Linked DNA regions of Oryctolagus cuniculus: region 2 is linked to region 1. Evidence: chromatin contacts called from public Micro-C data. All regions are on one chromosome and are shown on one strand. The core of a region is the stretch at or near the end of the contact, and the rest is flanking DNA. Distances in the headings are between cores, read along the strand shown.

Region 1 (6,022 bases), core at 1,394-3,893:
GCAGAGGATGGCCCAAGTTTATGGGCCCGTGCACCATATAGGAGACCGGGAAGAAGCTCCAGGCTCCTGGCTTCTTCTTGGCCCAACCCTGGCTATTGTGGCCATTTTGAGAGTGAACCAACTGATAAAAAGATTTATCTCTTCTCTCCATAACTCTGCCTTTCAAATAAAAATAAAATCTTAAAAAAAAATTACACAGAAAATAAAAGGGTATGGGTGGGTCTCTTCATTAGGGACAACATGACGAAAGTCATTCAACTACACATACATGTCATCTTAAAAGGAAATGTGGTTGTTATCTAATTTCATCTCCTTATAGTTAAGAGCCATGAATGACTTTGCCATGATAAATGGCAAAAACCCTGTATGATGTACATTTTAAAATTAAAATTTCCCAAAAATATGATTGATAAACATTTCTATCCATATCAATGGGATTTCAACTACCAAAGAATTAACACAAAACAGAAGTCCCTGTTCATTTCATCTGTGTTACAGAATATAAGCCCCTTATCTGCTCTCTCCAAAGAACACAAATCAAACCATAGAAATAAAGGTTGGAAATTCCAAATACTACAGTTCTAGCCAAAATAAGTTTATATTCTAATAAATTCCAGCATTGTGTTGGAAATAAGTAAAAGCAACCTGGGTGGTCATTACAATGGCTGAAGACTAAGGATTAAAATATATCCTAACATTTTGAAAAGTAAGTACTTTTTAATTTCCTCCTTTAATCCTTATAATAGTCAGTTAAAAAAAAAAGTGGGAGGGACTACGTCCACACTACAAATGAGGAAAGTGAGGTTCAAGAGTTTAAGCAATATATGCTTTAAGATTATTGCAAACATTAATTACCAAGTCAGGATTTGAATCCAAATCTCTTGGTGGTTATCAAAATCCATCATCTTTCCACTACACTGTGTGGTTTCTATATGAACAGAGAAATCAGAAATCACAGTAACATTATTTGAGTCAAGATTCCTCTTACAGACATGAGTAAGGAATCTGTGAATAGTATCAACAGATGATAACCTAAAGCAGTATAAACTAAAAAGATTAATGGAAGAGCCAATAATTACATGAAGCAGCCACACATTTACAACCATGAAAAGCACTGAAATATTCTCATTGTATCCAAGGCCTCAAATACGGACTATTGCAAATACTTTGAGAGGAAGCACGAATTATTACCAGCATAGCTTTACTAACACTCCCTATGAGTGAGGCTGCTTTTGTCTTGAGTTTCTCCAAGGACAGAGTGTGTAAGATGAGTTTTCCACCTATTCATCTACACCCCTCCCCCAAAAGGAAGGAAAGAAAAACTGATAGGGAATAAAGATGTAAAGCAGCTAAAAGTGGTTTAATTTCTAAGTAACTAAAGGATGTTTGGTAACTGCAAAGTACTTAGTGAATTCACCAAACGGCATACAGATTGCTATTTAACAGAAAATGTTTCTCATTACAAACTGTAAGCCTAAGGCTCTCCCCTTAAACCGTCAACATAAGTTTTTAACAGAGGACTTGAGGTCATATACGCTTTTAACATCTCAGACAAAATTTCTTCTACCAGCATCTGAAAGATTAACAACTACTTCACGGAAGTACCTCTTACTTTTAAGATAAGAAGCCCAAAGCAAAAACAAAACAAAACCTATTAAGTGGCCCGCCCCAGATGGCCCACGTAAGACCTGATGCTAACCAGAACCTAAACTATTCAACACTCGGCCGGTTTCACAATCCGTGCACTCGGCTCCCCCTGTAAACTCCAGTGTAATTTACTGGTCTCAGCTTCCAAGTCAACGCAAATTCTTTCGCTGGAGCAACACACAACATGGAGGTGAAGGAGACCCCAGTCTTCGACGCCCGAAAGAAGGGCTTGTTTCTACTTCCCCTAAAGTGAGGGAGTGACCACGTGTAGAGTGTGGCACTAACCTTGGGAGGCAGCTCCGCACAGCAGAGCCGCTCCCGCCTCTGCACTTCCCACCCCGTGCCCTTCCTCTACTGGTCCCTCCTCTCTTAAGCTGCGACCCTAGAAATGATTTATGCCCCGGCAGGCGTGAAATTCAGGAAGGCCGGAAGCGAGTGAAATCTAAAACCGAAGAACCGAGGAAAAAAGAAACAGTTAAGCCACGGGAAGCGATTCCCGCCTCTCCTAGGCGCTGTGCGGCGGCCTCCGAGCCCAGCGAGCGGGGATCCGGGGACGCGTTTACAGGGCTTCAGACCTCAATCTGAATTCCTGACTTCACTCCAATGCCAAGCGCGGGCCGAACTACCCACGCCAGCACCTCCTGGACACGCCAGTCTCGAGCCGAATCCAGCCTGGGACTAAGGGGCGATACCAGGCCTCTCAACCTGCGCACCACGGGTGCGGCGAGGCCGGGCCTACTGACGCAACCAGAACTCGGACCCCAACCCCAGTGACCGCCCGTGGGCCAGAAGCCCCTGCAGGCCCCAGAACGCAGCGACAGACCCACTGACTTGCGAAGTCCTCTAAGAAATTACCTTTGAACTGGCCTTCTGAGATCCGCCTGGCGTTTTGTCCGCCATCTTGAGCTTTGCCCCTCCTTCGGCGGCGGCAGCAGCACGAACAAGTCGAGCGCCGAAAAAGCCGATTTCAGCGAAGCCCGCCAGAGGCGCTTGCAAGGCTGAATAGCCGACTGCCGAGATAGTGAACTCAGGCCGAGTCGTGCCACGTGACTTCCGGTGTCAGTTAACATTCCTCCGCTACCCCGCGTACTCACTCGGCTGGTGTTTTGGGGAGTCTGGCTTCTTGGTGGCGTTTTGGGGTCCGGGAATTTGGAGACTCTTGTTGCCCTCACTTTGAGGGCAGGCTGATACTTCACAGTCTTTTCCGTGCCCCAAGGCTTGAAGGATGGGAGCCAGTTGTATTTCCTGGGCGGGAAGAGGACCGCGCTTAAACAGCGCGCTGGCCATCTGAGGGAGGAGCCTTTGCTTCCATTCGGAAAATAGGTCGGAGCCGAGTAGGGGTCAGGCGCGGGGTCGGCAGAGACGCTGTTGGCGCGCACGGTGATGGGAAAGGCAGAGCCTTGGTCTGCCGGCGTTGAGGTGGTGAATACCGAGATAAGGGTTGTGCCTGGGGGGCCGGGAGGAACGTTACCTCCGATCCCAGGGAGATCCGCTAGAAACGGGCGTCTGCAGAATGAGCCCGTTGCAGACAGGAGGGAATGCGGGAAAGTCGTGAACACTCCGCGGCTGGCCTCCGTGTAAGTTGTGTGTCGTTTTTTAAAATGGCGCTTTAAGCGTTAGCATCCTTTTTTCACTTTCAGTCACACAGCGGAGGGGCTGCCATAAGCCATTCTTGTACTTAATACTTTTTTACGAAGTTCTTAGATCGGGAAAGCTTGCTTGCCGAGGCCACGCGGGACACGAGCCAGGCGAAGCAAGCGGGAAAAGGCACTACAGGCGGCGCGGATGGCTGAAGTGGCAGCTCTGTGGCGTGAGTGTGAGTCCCGACAGCCCGCGGTGCAGGTCCCCGCAGGCGTGGAGGGGAGAAAGTTCACATGGGGCCTTGAGGTAGCCGGTGTACTGAGAATGTGGCCGTCAGCAGGGCAGGTAGGGCCGCTTGGTGTTTAGGATTATAGGGTTCAAAGAAGCAAGGAGGCGCCTGGTTAAAGCAGGAAAGGCTTCCATTAAGGATAGGGCAGCATGCCGGGGAAAGTAGGATTCGCACTGGACAGCAAGCCGGGGTCTGAGACTGCCCACCACGCAGAGGGCAACAGTCTGGGAATCTGAGACTGCCCACCACGCAGAGGGCAACAGTCTGTTTATATTGCTGACTCTTGGCAGGGGGACATTCCCCCACAAGGAGGGTCGGAACAGGGAGAAGACCCCCTTGACAGGTGTTTAATGAAGTCAACAGTTTATGTTCTTATCAGCTTGGGATGTCCCAGCCAGCAGAATCTTAGGCCATATAAAATTCCTTCTTGGCGTCTCAAGGATCATGCTTATTTGGGGCTCACTTTACCAGGTGTTAACTGTTTGTATCCCAACAGCCGAGCAAGCCCTAACAGGGCTTTGGTCATAATTTATTTTACAAGATTGCCCTGGCCGGCACTCTGTGGCACAGCAGGTTAAGATCCCAGCCTGCAGAGACTGTATCCCATATGGGTGCCAGTTCCTCTACTTCTGATCCAGCATCCTGCTAGTGCGCCTGGAAAAGCAGCAGAGGATGGCCCAAGTCCTTGGGTCCCTGCACCCATGTGGTAGATCCAGGGGAGGCTCCTGGCACCTGGTCTCAGATCAGCTCAGCTTTGGCTGTTGTGGTCATTTCCAGCCGATGGAAGATCTCTCTCTCTCTCCCTCCCCCCCCCCTTTCTGCTTCTGTAACTCTGTCTTTCAAATAAATAATCTAAAAAAAATTGCCCTGGGGGTTGGAAGTGGAATCGGACAAGATCCCCTAAATATTACACTGAAATGTGGCCCTTTAAAATTCCATAGAATTGCTATCTGGGATGCCACATGTACTACCAGAATTTGGGGTGCCATATGATTTCATCACGGGCTTATAACTAAATCCCCAATATTAATAAGCCCAAGAGGGTTCTTGCCTAATATTTAGAGAAGAATTCTAAATACCGGCACAGGTAAACGAGGCAGCATGGTATGTTTTAAGCTTTTATTTAGTGCAAGAGGCATCTAGGAAAGTGAAGGCTTTAGTTCAGATAGGAGAGAGGGGAAAGTCTGGAAACTAGGGTAGCGTCCATACCACTCAGAGAGCAGGCCAAAGCCACGTGCAGCAAGCACCTTGAGCTGCTATCCACCGCTTATCACCGGCAGCACCGCAGAGGCAGAGAGCCTTTTGCGACACTCACTGTCTATATACATTTTCCACAGGGGCGTGGCTTGTGGCCAGGTGGGCGCTCAGGTATGGTCAGGTAGAGCCTGATGTCACATGGGGGCGTAGTGGGGGTATCTGGTAGAGTGTTAGGTCACACAGAGGGAAGGCGAAGGTATCAGGTTGGGCGTGAAGTCACACAGGGGCGTGGCGAAGGCGTGGTCTTCCAGCTCACAAATCTAACCAATTTTAGCCTGCATGCCTGCCTGCTTCATTCCCCCCTCAGAGACTCCAGACCTTAATCTTAAGGGGATGTTGATGCGCATCGAGTCACCATCTTCTGTAGCTACTTCCTGCTTATTAGGGGCGTAGACCCTGCCTGTTTTCGGTCCGGAAGTCTCTGCCTATCTCATCTAATGAGTTAGCTTCATGAGCTGGGGCTCTTTCAGTCACCGCCATCCTGCATGTCCTTATTCTCAGAAGCTGTTGGGTTCTGAAACATATAAGTTTGTCATTCACCATGAGAAGATTGGAATAGCCCCAAGTGCTACTGGTGTGCCCCTTAAGATAGAAAAAACGTCTAGCCATCTCCCAGACAGTAGGTGGTGGGAGATTTCCGCTATGCAAACTATAAAACCATTTAGCTTGAGCATAGAGGGCTTTGATGTCCTTTTCTGAGAACATACTATTATTTGAGTAAAGGCGGCAGATCCCCGTGAGCACTGCACACATGCCCCCTTGTTCTGTTAACATGAACTCTAAGACCTGTCTATCGTCCATAACTACCCTGGACAGGGAGTGTACCGAAATCAGAGCCTGCTGCAGAAGCCGTCCTGAAGTGTAGGCCAGATTACCCACAGCTAAGGTCAGGTTCTTAAAGTCGGTTCTGAAAAACTCTTCTGGGCTGTCGTTCTTTGTCACTGAGGAACCCACCAAGGAGTCCTTCTGCCAATAATAGCACCCAGAAAGGACCAAGAGAGATATGTACATCAGGTGGGCACTGAATTGCAGCATTTTGTTGTGGCTAGAACAAGAGTTCTACTTATTTTTCTGCCTTTTGAAGAGGTATTTTAGATCTTCAATTGGCTCACAGGAATAAGCTGATGTATCTGTTGGATCCACCTGTGGAAACTCAAGAGGTAGAGGTTTAATCCTTGACAAATGTACCCAGCTTGGGACTCCCTGTAATTTTACTGACGTAGGAGTGCTCAATAGTACTCGGCAGGG
Region 2 (6,637 bases), core at 1,733-4,232, 600 kb after region 1:
CTCTCGCTCTCGCTCTGGCTCTACCTCTGGCTCTGGCTCTCTCTGTAACTCTTTCAAATAAATAAAATAAATTTTTTTTAAAAAAAAGACTATTACCATTAATTTCTCATCCTTTACTTAGTCCTTAGATTATAACAAGGTTTCTTTTTGCAAAGATAACATTGTATTAGTAGCATGCTATTTGTTTTAATTGTAGTGTCTTGAAGACTTTTCTGCATGATCCTCTTGTGGAGTGGAGTAAACCAGTGAAAGGGCATTCCAAAGCATCACTGAACGAAACTGGGGAAGTCCTCAACGAAAAGGTCAGTAGAAATACGTCTAGCTTGATATGAGCTGACACTGTACGTCTCTACAAATGAGAACTGATTCTCAAACCTGTTGGTGATTATTAATTTCTCTGAAACCTAGTTGTATAGTTTGACAATATCTTACGTTTTATTGTCATTACTAATGTTAGCATTTAACCAGAGAACTTGCAACTAACGAGGCAGATTGGAGAAAAGTGAGCATAAATTACCCTCATTTATAGAGCAGTTTCAATATGATGCCAGTGTGCCAAAATCCATCTTGACAAATGTAATGACTCAGTCCTTATTAAAATTAGTTGAGGGTCCAGTGCTATGGCCTAATGGGTAAAAACCACCACCTGTAGCACCAGCATCCCATTTGGGTGCTGGTTTGTGTCCTGGCTATTCCATTTCTGATCCAGCTCCCCTGCTAATGTGCCTGGGAAAGCAGCAGCAGATGACCCAAGTCCTTGGACCCCTGCAGCAACACAGGAGACCCAGAAGAAGCTCCTGACTTCTAGCTTTGGCCTGGCTCAGTCCTGGCTGTTGTGGCCATTTGGGGAGTGAACCAGCAGATGGAAGATTCTCTCTCTCTGCCTCTCTCTAATTCAGCCTTTCAAATAAATAAATCTTTTATAAAATTCATTGAATCTTCAAGTTTACAGATAGTTGTTTTTATAAGTTAGAATAGATTGAGGACCTTTTTCCTAATAACATCTGATATGCTTTCTTTATAGACTTGTAGAATTCCAAATAGGTCACTTAGAACTCTATTTTCATTTACTAACATTGCCTAAATATTAGGCATTAGAACATTGTTGCTGTTATTATAGAATATCAATCAAATGTTTAGGTCTTAAACAGTTTCAAAGCAGATTTTTAAAAAGATTTATTTATTTATTTGAAAGGCAGATTAGAGAGAGAGAGAGAGAGAGAGAGATCACTTTCCCATCCCAAATGGCCACAACAGCTAGGGTTGGGCCAGCCCAAAGCCAGGAGCCAGGAACTTCATCCAGGTCCCCCATGGAGGTGGCAGGGGCTTTAGCACTCATAGGCCATCTTACTCTGCTTACCCAGGCACATTAGCAGGGAGCTCGATCAGAAGTGGAGTAGCTGGGACTCAAACCTGCACTCCTATGGAATGCTAGCATTGTAGGCCATGGCTCAACCTACTGTGCAACCATGCCAACCCCTCAAACCAGATTTATTTTAAGTTTTCAAGAAAGGCATTTGGTACAGTGGTTAACCCTGCATCTTGGGATGCCTGCTTTATATATCAGAGTGCCTGGGTTCAAGTTCCAGCCCCATCCTGCATTCCAGCTTCCTGCTAACATGCACCCTGAGAGGTAGCAGGTGATGGCCCAAGTAGTCGGGTGCCTGTTGCCCACATGGGAGACCTAAACTGAGTTCCAGCTCTTGGCTTCAGCCTAACCCAACCTTGGCTGTTAGAAGCAGTTGAGGAGTAAGACTAGGATGGGAATTCTCTCTCTCTCTTCCCATCCCTTCCTCTCTGCCTTTCAAATTAAAGTTTTAAAAATATTTCTCTAGAAATATAATGTTCAAAGAATTCCCTGCCATTTCATGTAATACAGAAACATGTCCAAGCCATTCATTTTGAATTAAGATTGACATCCTCAAAAATTCATATAAAAAATTTACTTTTTTCCACATCAGCCCCTATAAAAGAGGTATTGATCAGCAAAACAGTGTCAGCATTTATAAATATCAAGAAATTATCAACATCCTCATATACTGAATTCTTTTCTCTAATGATTTTCTGTTTCATCTTTTTAGGCTAAGACTCATGTTCTTGACATCGAGCAGCGATTACAGGGTGTAATCAAGACCCGAAATAGAGTGACAGGGCTGCCATTATCTATTGAAGGACATGTGCATTACCTTATCCAAGAGGCTACTGATGCGAACTTACTCTGCCAAATGTACCTTGGTTGGACCCCATATATGTGAAATGAAATTATTTCAAATGTTAAACCTGACTTTAATGCATTTGATATTCATCTGTGGCTGTATCCAATTCTAAAGTACCGCATGTTTCTTTGTCTTAGAGCAACTGGTATTACTTCTGCCCAATTGTGAATAGTATTTTAAATAATATATGTTGTTATTAAGAAATAAAACTTATTTCTTAACATGTGTATTTGATTACGTGGAGAAATGTGTCAAATGGATTTGCAAGAAACAGTCTAGCCTAATTTCGTTTCACAACTTTTATCAATTTCCCTTTAAAAGTACTAGTTAGCCCAGGAATTCATTTGAACAAAATCCTATCAAATACAGTGAGCACGGTACTGTGCTTGTAAGAGAACTATAAACAGGCTATCATTATGTTCACTTAAAACTCTGGTATGTTTTCCCTATGACACACAGGGGGAAAAAAATCTTAAGAAAACTAAAGAAACATTTTGTAATTTAAACGTGCTGCCTGCCGTGTCGTGGGCATAAAGAATGTACAAACCCGTGGTCATGGAAAACAGCTGTACTTAAAATTCTATGGAGTTTTAAAAATCACCTCAACCCCCCCAGCACGACTGGCCTTTCCCGAAACGCAGAAGGCTGACCTCGGAACTCCTCAGACCCTCGGCCGCGGCACAGCCGCTAGGAGCACTGTGACGCCACGGCGCCGGCGGCGGCCAGGGTAGGCGGGGCTGAGTCCCGCCCCGGGCCCGGCCTCGAATCCGGCCGCTCTAGGCCCGCCGGGCGCTCTCTATGGTCGCGCGGCCGGTGTGTTGTCATCGGCGGAGCGACGTCCGGAGGCGGCGGCGTAGGCCCCGGCGGGGCGTTTGGTTTCGGTTTGTCCCTGACTAGAATTAGTGTTGACGGTCGAAATGGGAGTCCCCAAATTTTACCGATGGATCTCGGAGCGGTATCCCTGCCTCAGCGAAGTGGTGAAGGAGCATCAGGTGGGTGAGCGATGCGCGGTAGCTCGGCAGGCTGAGCACTGGGGGCTGCGCGGCCCTCCCTCCGCTCCGAGACCCGGGGTTTCTAGCCTTTCGCTTGTTGTCGGCCCGACGAGTGGCGAAGGCAGCCCAAGAAGGTGTGAAGACCCCGGGATGATCTGAATTGGGGACAGACGCGCGGGGCTTCGGGCTGTTCTGACAGCTCTCCCGCCTCGGCGGGGCCTTCCGCGCCTTGGAGATGAAGTCCGGGGAGGGAACGATATTGATGGGGCTCCCCGCTCCTCCCCAGGGGGGCTTCAGGTCGCTGTTCCCTCTGTCGGGGCTGCGAAGCTGGTGTGGCCGTCCCCCCTTCCCACCTGAAGCCGCGGTGTCTACGAACAATAACAGCCGCCTCCGCGGTTGAATCACCTTGTTTACTTTTCCTTGCCGGGAGCTGCATCCCACCCCGCCTCCACGCCTGGACTTTTCCGACGTGCCCGAAGGGTCACGTTTATGATGCCGATTGTTACTCTTTCTGGTATCCCAAAGAAACACCAATTCCGCTGTTGCCAGAGCCGCACTTGGACGTGCGGCGGGCGTTATTTTGAGACTTTGGGGAGGAGAGAGGGGTTGTTTGAGCGTTGATCCTACTACGAATATTTGGCATGTATTGAAACCAGGGCAATGCAGATTCCAACAATGTAGTTTGTATTTTGCAACTGTGGGAAGAGAAGAGAAAGCAGTTGTCCGATAGATAAGCTAGACTTTGGATGAAACTTTAATGTCGGCCCCATTCGGTGAATTTGAGAGCTCTTTTTGTTTGTATTGTGTTTTACAAGGGAAAAAAAGCAGTTTCAAATGTATGTGGCTGATTGGGTTAGTTGTCATGAGTAGCGCTGTGTTAATAATAGGGGGAGGGAAGTAACTCCGTGAATGCCATCGTGCTGTAAAATAATGGTTTGATCTTTTGAAAATATTTGTAAACTTGGGGGAAGACTTAAACTTCTGCAAAGGATTGTTTGTTGTTGACTTCCAATCAGATTTGGTACATGAGAAAAGGCTTTCAAAAATACCAAAACACTGGCTTATGATTAATTTATTTGGAACAGTGCATTGAGTTAGATTTAGGAATGCATTTATTTCCTGAGAAGAGAGTTTTAAAAGGACACCAGTACACTGAAGACATACAACTTACTTTGACTTTTCCTGGATCCTTCCATCAAACATTTGAGTACCTGCCACACACACATCAGTCACTTTAGTTCTAAAGTGAACATGTAAGATGATTGCCAGAGTGACCTAATAATGCATGATTTGTTCAGCAATATTTTATTTACTTATTTATTTTAAATTTTATTTGAAGGAGAAGGCAGAGAGGAGATAAATCAAAAGATCTCCCACTCACTGGTTCAATTCCCAAATGCCTCCAACAGGCAAGGCTGGACCAGGCAAAAGCTGGGATCCAGGAACTCAATCTGGGGCTCCCATGTGTGTGACAGGGACCCAACTACTTGAGCCATCACCCGTTCCCTCCCAGGGCGCAGCATTTGCAGGATGCTGGAATGGGGAGGAGAGTTAGGACTGAAACCAGGCACTCGGATAAGGGATGCAGATGTCCCAAGAAGTGCTTTAACTACTGTGCCAAATGCCCACCCCTGCTCAGTACTATTTTTATTCAGCACTCTTTGGCACAGAGCTTGGTTTAATGAAAATATCTTGGATTCTCTCCATCCTGAGGACTTTTTTTGTTACTGAGGAACAAAAATAGTCTAAGACAGTTTATGACATGAGCACTAAGGGTAAGTTTTCTGAAAACTTTACTCTAGATAGAAACTGAGAGTAAAATTTTTTAATTCCACATTAAGTAAAATTGTTTTTAAATTCCACTTGAAGTAAGCTTTAAAACTTCATTCATCACAGTGATGTCTTTCAAAAGTGTTTGCTTAAAAGGGACAGAAGGGCTACCAGGCTACCCTCTGTCAAGCAGTGCTTATAGACAAGATGACCATGCTTAAGTAAGTCCCGGTGGTTCAAAGCTAGTCCTGGGTAGAAGGGATTGCGAGGGAGAGTGTTCCGTGAAATGGCAGTGGTGGCACAGCATCCTTTTCTTAGTCCTGATTCCTCAGGTAAAAACAGAAAGCGAAACTAGATAGCAATATTTAAGACCCATAAAACAATTCTAACAATCCACGGGGCATAGTATCCCCACACACCTCAAAATACAGCCAGGGAAGACAAACTCTCAACAACATAGGCACCGTTGACATCTGCAAGAAGAAGGAAGCTGGGGCTTCTTCTGGAGGACCGAGAACAGGAGAACTCCAGAATAGCCAAGAGGTTTTCACTAAAAGACTGCTGGCCAACTAGAGGGCAGTGCCTGAGTCCGAGGAGTTTTACTGACTAGTGAAAGGTCTACAGTAAGAAAGAGCAAAGGGCAGGAGCAGTGTATGTCCTGTGAACCTTTGAAACTAACTTGTCACAGTGCCATTCTAGAGCACATCCCACCCTCTGGAGAAGCGGCTTGGACTGGAATAAGATTTTTTCATGAAAGAAGCATTGGAGACAAAACAGATGATCCAGATAAAAATGAGGGAGGCTACAAAGTTAAGAGATCTTAGAAACCAACAAGCAAGCCATCAAGTTTTTATACTACCCAAAAACAGCAGAAAAGGGAGCTGGTGAAATTAAGGCTTTCCGGCCAGTGCCGTGGCTCACTTGGCTAATCCTCTGCCTGCGGCACCAGCACACTGGGTTCTAGTCCCGGTTGGGGTGCCGGATTCTGTCCCAGTTGCTCCTCTCCCAGTCCAGCTCTCTGCTCCACTGACTGGAAGGCAGTGGAGGATGGCCCAAGTGCTTGAGCCCTGCACCCGCATAGAAGACCAGGAGGAAGCACCTGGCTCCTGGCTTGGGATCAGCACAGCACCGGCTGCAGCGGCCATTTGGGGGGTGAACCAGCGGAAGGAAGACCTTTCTCTCTCTCTCTCTCACTGTCTAACTCTGCCTGTCAAAAAAAAAAAAAAAAAAAAAAAAAAAAAAAAGAGAGAGAGAGAGAGAAAAGAAAAGAAAAAGAAATTAAGACTTTCCTAAACCTTTGTTTATTCTAGAAGTTCAGTGGGGCCCAGCGCTGTGGCTGTGGCATAGCAGGTAAAGCCACTGCCTGCAGTACTGGCATCCCATATGGGTGCTGGGTCGAGACCTGGCTGCTCTGCTTCTGATCCAGCTCTTTGCTATGGCCTGGGAAAGCAGTAGAGGATGGCCCAAGTCCTTGGGCCCTTGCACTTACATGAGAAGACCCAGAGGAGGCTCCTGGCTCCTGGCTTCCGATTGGTGCAGCTCCGGTGGTTGTGGCCAATTGGGGAGTGAACCAGCAGATGGAAGACCTCTCTCTCTCTCTCTGCCTCTCCTTCTGTCTCTGTGTAACTCTTTCAAATAAATAAATAAATCTTTTAAAAA

What was found. Hi-C and Micro-C count contacts between places; a contact is called where the count stands out from the background.
Region 2: a Micro-C map of ear pinna shows a contact between it and region 1, with 5 times the contacts expected there. The contact joins the promoter of XRN1 here to the promoter of U2SURP in region 1. A contact is called at or near these places in 2 of 6 Hi-C or Micro-C datasets (ear pinna and an unstated tissue).

What each region holds. Positions count from the first base shown.
Region 1 is chr4:138,833,708-138,839,729 of mOryCun1.1, forward strand. It overlaps U2SURP (U2 snRNP associated SURP domain containing), which reads right to left and starts at 2,644. Exons shown (of 28, transcript XM_051818666.2): 1 at 2,503-2,644. The coding sequence starts at 2,547.
Region 2 is chr4:139,438,225-139,444,861 of mOryCun1.1, forward strand. It overlaps XRN1 (5'-3' exoribonuclease 1), which reads left to right and starts at 2,983. Exons shown (of 42, transcript XM_070072690.1): 1 at 2,983-3,208. The coding sequence starts at 3,134. ATR (ATR serine/threonine kinase) reads left to right here. Exons shown (of 47, transcript XM_051859026.2): 46 at 197-302; 47 at 2,082-2,437. The coding sequence ends at 2,255.